Regions from separate parts of the Sus scrofa genome. Here region 2 is linked to region 1. The links are chromatin contacts, called in public Hi-C maps. All regions are on one chromosome and are shown on one strand. Each heading gives the region's core, a stretch centred on a gene start, on an enhancer-like site or on the middle of the called end of the contact. The rest is flanking DNA. Distances are from core to core; before and after follow the strand shown.

Evidence for each region. Hi-C and Micro-C count contacts between places; a contact is called where the count stands out from the background.
Region 2: a Hi-C map of skeletal muscle shows a contact between it and region 1, with 5 times the contacts expected there. The contact joins two enhancer-like sites. A contact is called at or near these places in 4 of 47 Hi-C or Micro-C datasets (embryonic fibroblasts, heart right ventricle and skeletal muscle) and 1 of 2 datasets of contacts at active chromatin or transcription factors (skeletal muscle).

What each region holds. Positions count from the first base shown.
Region 1 is chr8:103,936,597-103,941,589 of Sscrofa11.1, reverse strand. It overlaps MAD2L1 (mitotic spindle assembly checkpoint protein MAD2A), which reads right to left. Exons shown (of 5, transcript XM_003129223.4): 5 at 4,921-4,993. Among named protein-coding and RNA genes, the nearest start is that of MAD2L1, 12 kb to the right of the region's middle. Within about 2 kb of position 1,304, at least 3 of the 83 cell types and tissues checked have an H3K27ac peak or open chromatin away from gene starts, as enhancers often do. A contact at or near this core is called in skeletal muscle, where this site is marked.
Region 2 is chr8:104,417,697-104,422,749 of Sscrofa11.1, reverse strand. It overlaps PDE5A (cGMP-specific 3',5'-cyclic phosphodiesterase), which reads right to left. Exons shown (of 22, transcript XM_021101648.1): 22 at 1,795-5,053. Among named protein-coding and RNA genes, the nearest start is that of FABP2, 44 kb to the left of the region's middle. Within about 2 kb of position 1,514, at least 6 of the 83 cell types and tissues checked have an H3K27ac peak or open chromatin away from gene starts, as enhancers often do. A contact at or near this core is called in skeletal muscle, where this site is marked.

The DNA of each region.
Region 1 (4,993 bases), core at 55-2,554:
TCATGGATACTAGTCAGGTTTGTTTCCAGTGAGCACAAAAGTAACTCCCAGAAAGTATTTTTTAAAGTTAATACACCTCTATGCTCAAATATTGTGGCTAAGAGTTCTCACTTGGATTCATGTGGTATTGTAGTCTCCTTGGCGGAGGCTACACACTGGAGCAGAAGAGACTCATCCTTGTTCCCCAGCCTCTGAGATATAGTAGCAAGAATATTGGCTTTGGATTTGGGCCTGAAGTGAATTCTGAATGTTTGATGTTGGGCAAATTACTTAACCTTCCTAAATCTGTTTTTAACATGTGTAAAAGAGATAGTAACCCTCATAGGGTTGTTGTGAGATAATACAGATAATTATTGAGATAATGCATGTAGTATACTAATTTGATGCCAAATTCCCTCCCTGCTTACAAATTGAGCTAAAGATATACTGTAAAGGATTCTTTTTTCATTCAGTGTTTTTTTCATGGTTATCCTCTGGGACTCCCTGGGCATCAGCAGTTATAAAACCTTCATTTTGTATCCACTCCTTCCCTTTCCAAACTCTTCTTCCTTCATAGCCCTGAATTGAGATTTTTGGGCTTATTCCTTTTTCCACAGGACTCATCATTTGGGACTCACACTTCATCATTTTCTTTATTTCACGGCTCTCTCCCCATGTCTCATCACCAGTCTCCACAGCGTGTAGCTCAGGTCTACCACTTCCCCACCACACAACCTCTGTTCACCTAGAAGGGACCAGGCTGAACACGTGCACAACACCCAACTGGTGCTTGACACACAGTAGATAATCATTGCCTGTGAATTTCCTTCCTTAGATCTGCAAGCTGTGAATTGGTTTTTACAGAGCTGTATTGACTATTGTGATTAAGTACAGTGATCCAAGAACTGTATTTTAGACAAGAAATTTTTTGGACATCACTGAATCAAATCTTTAAAACCACTGACTTTTGCATTTAGTGAGACTGTCATTCAGATAGAAATCATATCCATGTCTGGGCATCCACTTGATTTGTCCATATCTAGTTTTTAAATGTTTGAAATCTTTCCCTTGCATGGAAATGGAGTATGGGTGGCCTGCTTATACTTGGAGGTCTTTTTCAGGACAGAAGAAATTCCAAGACAATAAACATTTTAATCTGATATTAAGTTCCTTTGTGCAAACAAGCTTGCATAGCAAAATGGTGCAGATAAATGTAGAAGAAAATGGCTCTCACACAAATAAATGAAACTATATTATGTTTCTCTAGTATAAAAATAGATCAAATGGTAGGAGGACAAAAATAGGTGAAGTGGTAACATAAACTGACTTGTGTAATCAGAGGGTCAACTCTGACATTTTTCTCTCTGGGCCTTTTCTAATAGTTTTGTTGCTAGGACTACAGTGTTTTTGCCAGATTGGAACAGGATTGTCAACTCTAATGGAGATTAAGTAGCTTTCCCAGCTAGATTTTTTTTTTTTTTTAAATAAGCATTGGTTAATACTGCTGGCTTTCAAAGCTGTATTCATGAAGAATGGAAAGATCGCTAAAGATCTGTTTTTAGAAAATATAACTAATAAAATTTGAATTTTAGTAGACAGGTTCTATTCCATAGATACTCCAACACAAATTTTTTTCGTATTTACATTGAACAAAATAAGTTGAAATGTAATGTTATACGTTGAATAAAAAAAAGAATGGGAAATTTAGATTAAGCCGGAAAATAATACCCGAAGGAGTAACTGAACAATTCTTCTGATTAGTTGGAAAGTGTTTCACAACTGCTTGAAAATTCACTTTATTAACATTATAGATAAGGTATAGGATAAAGTACTGTCTTTTGTTTCCTTCCATTCATTGGTCCAAGTCATCTGAGGAAAGGGTAAATACAAACTCACCCAGTGAAACTCAGAGCCCAGTAAAGGAAAACTAATTTGTTTGGACACTCAGTTGCTAAAGGGGATGTAGATCAGAACCATAAGAAAAGGATGAAGAAACATTCCTTTTGATGTGCTTGTTATGGAGTCAAATGAGCTTCCTTGGCTGCAGGCAAAAAGGGACCATCTAAACTTTAAAAAACATGGTACTGTTTGCATGCTCATTGACCCCCACAATTCTGCATGTGCACTAAAGCATGAGAATTGGATGAAATAATCCATGTAAAGTGCCTAGCAAATGAAAAATATGGTGTTTTTCCCCCTGAAGTCTTTATATTTTTGTAGCCAGAAATCCAGTGTTAACTTTCAGTGAGAAAAGCTGAAGATCAGCCTTTAGTCAACTATCATGGCATTAGTGACACCTGGTGGAAAATATAGGCATTGCAATTTAGCATTATTATAACTATTCTGAGCTTTCATGTAAATGAGTAAAACTAGATAAATTTTATAGACTAAGCAATTAAATAGAAACAGAGGTAAAGAAAAAAAATTAAATGTCTGTGTGGATACCTACCTAAACCAGTATTATTTCTATTTCTGCATAACTATTCTTATTCAGGAAAAGACTTGTGAGTGGACCTGTTAGCCAGCTTCAACTACTCTTTAGGGAACAGGCTCTTGCAATGGCATTCAGGATACCCATCGTCAAATACTGGCCTGTTTGTCCAGCAGCACTAAGACATGAAAGAATGCAAGAAATTGCCCTTTACTCTTAAGGAGCACACAACTGGATCAAAGAGATGAGATTATCCAGATGAAATAACAGACAGATATATAATGAAATAAACCTGTTTGGTCACTTCATGGTCCTTTGCCATATATTGTCCTCTCCTTTATAAGATCCCAGGCTTCAGAAAGGCCAGGGCTTGGTTTCATTCATTCTGGCACTTGGCACACAATATTCTGTACATTAATAGACCTTCACAATATAATTTTTGATTGAATGGATACAGACTGTATTTACTTAAAAGTGAAGGATAAATGAGTAAAGATCTTTGAACAGTGTTGGCTACTAAGTACTTAAAAAACTATTACAAAATGGGTTAAGATTTAGTATAGAGATTAGAAAAGACTTTTTAGAAGTTTGCCTTAAACTGACCTTTGAAAAATAAGTGGGAACTGAAAGAACATATGTGATGAGAGTATAAGTTATACTGGTATTTTCAACTGCTTAGAGGGCAAGTCCCCCATGTTGTTCAACTATATATGGAAAATTAAGACTGACAATGAGGTGAGAGTATAGAAAGATTCTACAATCTAACATTTGCTAAACTGAATTCCAAATGACCCTAATCATTTTACACAAAGAATGTTTATTTCAAATGTACTGTTATGAGGTGAAGGGGATACCATAAATGCTTGTCCATTAAACTGAAGGTACCTCAAGACGTACTCAACTTTGTATCCTTAGGACCTACAATATAGTGGGCACAAGAAATAATATGCTGTACTGTAACTCTCCCAGACTTCGGACAATATTACAGAGCTACAGTAATCAAGATAGTGTGGCACTGGTATAAAAATGGACATACAGACCAGTGGAACAGAATGGAGAACCCAGAAATAAACCCAGAAAACTGTGGTCAATCCTTGACAAAGGAGGCAAGAATGTAAGAGGGGAAAAAGAGAGTTTCTTTAGCAAGTGGTGCTGGGAAAACTGAACAGCTGCATGTACATCAATGAAACTGGAACACACCCTCACACCATGCACAAAAATAAACTTAAGATGGCTTAAAGACTTATAAATATGACAAGACACTATCAGACTCCTAGAAGAGAACATAGTCAAAACATTCTCTGATATCAACCATACAGATGTTTTCTTAGGTCAGTCTCTCAAGGCAATAGAAATAAAACCAAAAATAAACCAATGGGACCTAATCAAACTCACAAGTTTTTGCACAGCAAAGAACCATTTAAAAAAAAAAAAAGAAAAAAACCTACAGAATGGGAGAAAATCGTTACAAAAGATGCAATACACAAGGGCTTAATCTCTAAAATATACAAACAACTCAACAGCAAAAAAACCAAAACTCAATTGAAAAATGGGCAGAAGACCTAAACAGACATTTCTCCAAAGACATGGATGGCCAACAGGCACATGAAAAAATGCTTAACATCACTTAATTATCAGAGAAATGCAAATCAAAACTATAATGAAGTACTACTTCACATCTGTCAGAATGGCTGTCATTACTAAGACTACAAATAAGAAATGCTGGAGAGGGTATGAAGAAAAGGGAACCCTCCTACACTCTTGGTGGGAAAGTAAATTGGTGCAAACACTATGGAAAACAGGTACCTCAGAAAACTAAATATAGAACTACCATATGATCCAGAAATCCCACTCCTGGGCATATATCTGGACAAAATTTTCATTCACTGCAGCACTATTTATAACATCCAACACATGGAAACAACCTAAATGTCCACTAGACAGATAAATGGATTAAGATGTGGTACATATACACAGTGGAATACTACTCACCCATAAAAAGGAACAAAATAATGCCATTTGCAGCAACATGGATGGAACTAAAGATTCTCATACTAAGTGAACTAAGAAAGAGAGAGAGAGACAGATACCATATGATATCATTATATGTAGAATCTAATATATGGCACAAATGAACCTACAGAAAAGAAACAAACTCATGGATATGGAGAACAAACTTGTGGTAGCCAAAGGGTAGAGGAGGGAGTGGGATGAACTAAGAGTTTGGGTTTAGTAGACACAAACTATTGCCTTTGGGGTGGATAAGTCCTACTGTACAGCACATGGAACTATATCTAATCACTTGTGATGGAACATGATGGATGATAATATGAGAAAAAATATATATATATGTATAACTGGGTCACTTTGCTGTACAGCAGAAATTGACAACATTGTAAGTCAACTATAATAAAAATTTTAAAAATAAAAAAATAATATGCAGCACTGAATCCATTGCAACTATTTAACTGTATCTATACCACACTTATATACAAATATTTTAAGGCAAATTTAAAACATACATTTAACTTTATTTTATCACTGTCATTTAAAGCTTGATTTTTATGAAACATAAAAAGGCAT
Region 2 (5,053 bases), core at 265-2,764, 480 kb before region 1:
AGTGTTTACAAAACAAAGGAAAAAAATGATAGGACTTGGTCCTGTCTTTATACCATTCCCTAAGAAGTACATTATTTGATTCCAGCACACTTGCCTAGAGCGTCCTTAGTAACTACTTCTCTTGGCTCTTCTGGAGAAAGCAGCTGTAGCCAAGGTAGTTGTTGACCATGTTTTATGCCTTTCTTCAGTCTAGGCACATCAGAGAGATCAGAGAAGTATTGATTCCCAGAGAGTGCTAGTTGATAAAGGGGGAAGCTTGTGTCTTGCCAGGAGTATCCTGGATTGTGTCATATAAAGCCTAGAAACAACTCCTGTTGGGTAAGGGAAACAGTGATAGGAAATGAAATATGGCTCTAGAAGTATTTAATATAAGTTGGAAACATACTGAAGTTGAAAACTATTGTGATAGTTTATATTCATTTAGTTTATGTTTATTTCTCCCCCTCCCACCCCTAGCCATGCAGTTGTATCCCTTTAATTAAGTTAGAGAGAGGAATCCTAAAATGTGCCATTAGGATTGCTGTCAGATGACTGAGTCAAATTGTTCCTGTATATTTACACATATACACACACTTAAAAGGAAGCAAACATGCCATTAAATTTCTTTTGATTCAAATAATTATTTTGATTCCATTAATAATTCTTAGAATATTGAGTATCAATCAGAGAGATGTCAGATGTTCAGTTATTGTTTGGGGAAAATATTTTAAAAATGATCACTGGACAGAGAGAAGTAAGCAAGTCTTAATTCTCGGTTTTTTTTTTTTTCTTTTTTTTTTTTAAGCTAGTAATTATCTTTTAAAAAGCAGTTGTGGGGTTCTCTTGTGACAGTGTTTTGAGAATTCAGCATTGTCTCTGCCGTGGCTTGGGTCACTGCTGTGGCACAGGTTTGATCCCTGGTCCAGGAACTTCCATATGCTGTGGGTGTGGCCGAAAAATTTTTGAAATTAAAAAAATTTTAAAGTAAAAAATAAGTTTTATCTATTGTACCCAATAACCATTACTTTAAATACAGCTGGAACTCTGGTGCCCTCTAGTGGTCAGAAAATCTAAAAATACTGTTTTACATGAGCTTTCATTTTATCTTTGGCTTTTTAGCTTTGTGAAATAGGCATAGCCTAGATATTCTCTTCCATGTGACAGAGGCTTGTTTAGTGGCAAAACTAAGTAATGAATCAGAAACTCTCCTTTTAACTATACCCCCACACCTCTAGACTTGCAGCATTGAAGCACAGTGGTACCTAGGATTCTGCGGTGGAATGGCATTAGCTGTTACCAGATGAACTAAAGGAAGGAATGTTAATTCTAAAATCCCCAACAAAACCACATCTACTGGATGTGAGAAATCTTGCCTCTTAATGCTTCTAGGTAGCCCAGTTGATCCATTAAGAATGGATGTGGGGACCTTTTACAATTAAAATTCAAAAAGCGAACTACATGGAATAAACACCTGCTTTGAGATTACACAGATCTGGGCTCAAATCCAGCTCATGTCATTTGGCAAGTATTTATTAATTCCTAAGCCTTAGCTCCTCATGCAACATGAGGATGACAGTCACCTTCCATAGAGCTGTTAGGGACCTAGTGAGGCAGAGGGAAAATGTTGTCCTCAAACTGATAGCAAATGATATTAATAAAAAGAAGACTATTACTGAGCAGTATCTAGGCTGAGGAAAGAAATTATTAAAAGTTTTTTTCAGCTATTAGACACAGATGAGTTTGATTAAAGTTTCTTAAACTACTGGACCCATTCTCTCTGCCAAAGTCCCATAATAATCACACGACACTCATGCCTACTTGTTCATTCTTCTTTTTATTTTTTCAAAGCATGGAAAAATGAGGAAACAACTGACAAGTGAAGGGAGTTTGCACAATGGAAACCACCCTGACCATCTCTTGACTTTATAGGGAGCATAGGTGGGTAAGTGTTCCTTTAAAGTGATTTTGTCATAGAAGAGTCATCTGAAGTGGTTCTCATGGTGGGGGAGAGGAAAGACAAGCGATCAACATTCACAATTATTTAAAATGACTTAAAAGCTAAACATAACATATACAGTAAGTCCTTTATCCTAGTACAAAAATAGTGCCAGAAACTATATATTTGTTCAAATGTATTGAAAAGGTATAAGAATACAAATAGATATTAACAGTGGCTAGTGATGACTCATAAGGTTTTCTTTTCTTAAACTGTAATAGAAATTTATATTTTAAATTATTTACATGGTTTTCAACAACATTTATTAAGACATGTTTACACAGGCTTTTGAGAAGCATATGGAAGGGCAAAGTGAGCTTTAATACTTTCTTCCTCGCTCCCTGTGGTGGAGCAGAAGGGGTCCAAACTGTGCACAATTTAACAGTCTAAGAGAACTCTGAGTAATCTCTAGCTGGCTAGCATATGGAAAAATAATCTATATAGTGGAATATATGACTCTTTACTTGCATAAAGTATTCTTTAAGTTAACAACAGGTTATGTGATTCATACTTCAAAGAAGACATGATGTTTCACTGACAGATTCTTAATAAGTTCCAGGTAAAGAAGACCCTTGGAAAACTATACAATGTATATTATAGATGAAGATGAAAGTGATAACTGTATCCTAGATTTTCACCTCAAATCGACAGTATCAGAAGCTTTAAATCTCTTATCCAGCACTCCCTGCAGATACTGTGAGCTCAGGGTCACTGCTCTGTCTTCACAGCTGAGCACAGTGCCTGACATGTGGCAGGAACTCAATAGAAGATGCATCCAGACATATGTCTGATGCTGAGCAGCTATATTATACCACCTGGTTTTTACATACAGTTGTTCCCAACAGAGCAAAGTGATTATACTTTTCCTCCCTCTCATCTTAAACCACTCTTGTAAAACAAACCAAACAGCATTGCTTGTGATGTCCTGTAAAGTTTTAGGGGTACAATCTGGTAAAAACACAGGAAAATTGGAAATCAAATCAGAGTAGGTCTAACATTTGTGCTCTATGCTGAAAATAAAGGCACTTCACTGGTAGGCAAGAATATATCTGTGACTTGTTTCCTCCCCAAATCCAGGATTTCCAGTACATTGTTGCACACATTCTTATCTCCAACACTCCTTTTGAAGTAAGCTTTTTTTGTCAAGATATCAGTGATGAGGACATCATCATCATCCAGGGTTTGTACCTTGAGGCACGGTGCTCCAAGAGCTCTAAATCTCACACTCACTGGTGATCTGCATGAGTAGCCAAGTAAATGTACTGTCTTTTTTTTTAGTCTTGGAAACTCAACACAGGAAATGACATAAGGGGATTGGATGCTGTGCTCTGTGGTCTGAGAGCCACTTCTGACTGCGTCTCCAGGGGCTATTAGGGCTTACACAGTCGCTGCCTTCTATGACAGCCTCCTTGGAGACAAGGCTTACCCCAAACCTAACTCCTCTGATAGCACAACTTGTTGACACCCACAGAGGTTAAGAGACTTAACACAAGTTCACAAGGACTGTGGCTGGCAAAGGCCAATCCTGTGAATAGTACAAGGCTGGGAAATTCTATAGACATCTTCTCACAACTTGGTAAAATAGTGGGGGCTTTGGGGGCCAAAAATTGAAACGAAATGGTATCATGTTACTCAGGTATAACAAGAATGAACTAACCTAGAATAAGAACAAATAAGAACAACTTCTTGTGAGTTACAAGCAATATAAATATAAGATAGGGTAAGAAGAGACGATGTGTATGTGTGTGTATATATATACACACACACATGCATACTTTTTCCAACTTGAGAAGATACTGGAAAGGAAATATTCACATAAGAACAAAATTTGTGCCCATGTACCAGATATTAATCCATGTATGGAATGATTTTCCTAGAAATTAAAAATTACCTGAACCAACTAACCACTCCTAAAGAAGCACTCTTCTGTATGAACTAAAATTCCTCAAAATAATATAAAGTAGGCATGGCACTGCCCAACTTCTTTGAATTTCTAAACTAGTACAAGTAATATAAACCATTTTCTAAAGGTAAACCAAAAATTTCTAATCTAAATACATCTTCTTGTTAAAATGGCACATACAGATCCTCCATACATAGTCTACTACGTCTCTAAACATCTCAGTGACATATATTAGAGGGCTCTAATAAACAAACTACTAAAGTATTTGACTACAGATTATAACATAACTGCTAAACCACAGTGTGTATGGCAAAAAGAAAGGTTATTAAAGACTGCTAGTCTTTAAACAGTTTTTCTATACTAAGGAATTATGTCTGCATGCATAGGTGTATACTGGTATGTAGATACATTATTTTAGTGAAAGTCTGTGTAAGTTACACACCAGTGCCACCAAGAGGTAACCATACAGCTCTTATGTGTATGACATATAACAAAAATAGAATAACATCCTGAAAATACAAGTGTCACAACGATAGTACATACAGCGTTAAACAGTTGATCACCTTCTAGCCTAGCTTTTACCGCTACAAAGGAATGGCAATACAATCTGTTTTGCTTTTTTTTAAAAAGCTAAAGAGTAAGAATAAAGCCATTTTATGTCAAGATACATACACACATACTCAGAATTTTAAAAACGTAATCAATGCCACATTTTAGGCACTTTGGGGGGGGGGAGAAAGGATATGAATGGAAAATATGTTTTAGTAAAGTCTTCGAGAATGCTGCGTTACTGTATCCCCAAGAGATTTCCTATCCAAACTAGTGATAGTCCTTCTTCAGGAGTGGGGAAGAGGATGAACAGATCAAATACTTCTTTTCCTACTCTTCCCCAACTCCAGACATTATTGCCTATGTAGAGCAGATTTTCTTTTCCTGAAGCAGGTGCTCATTCATTATCTACTTTTGCAATATGAAATAAAGTGTTCTTTAGGGGCACACATAAACAATAGGAATACACTTAACTGGGCTTAAATTCTAAGAAAATGTTAGTTTTCTAAATGTACTAAAAGCTGAAAGAAATAAATACCATCAACTATAAGCCTGGGGCCAGTATAGGGTGCATAACCAAATTTCTGTGATCTGGGTTGCCTAGTCCTATAAACCAAAATATGGCA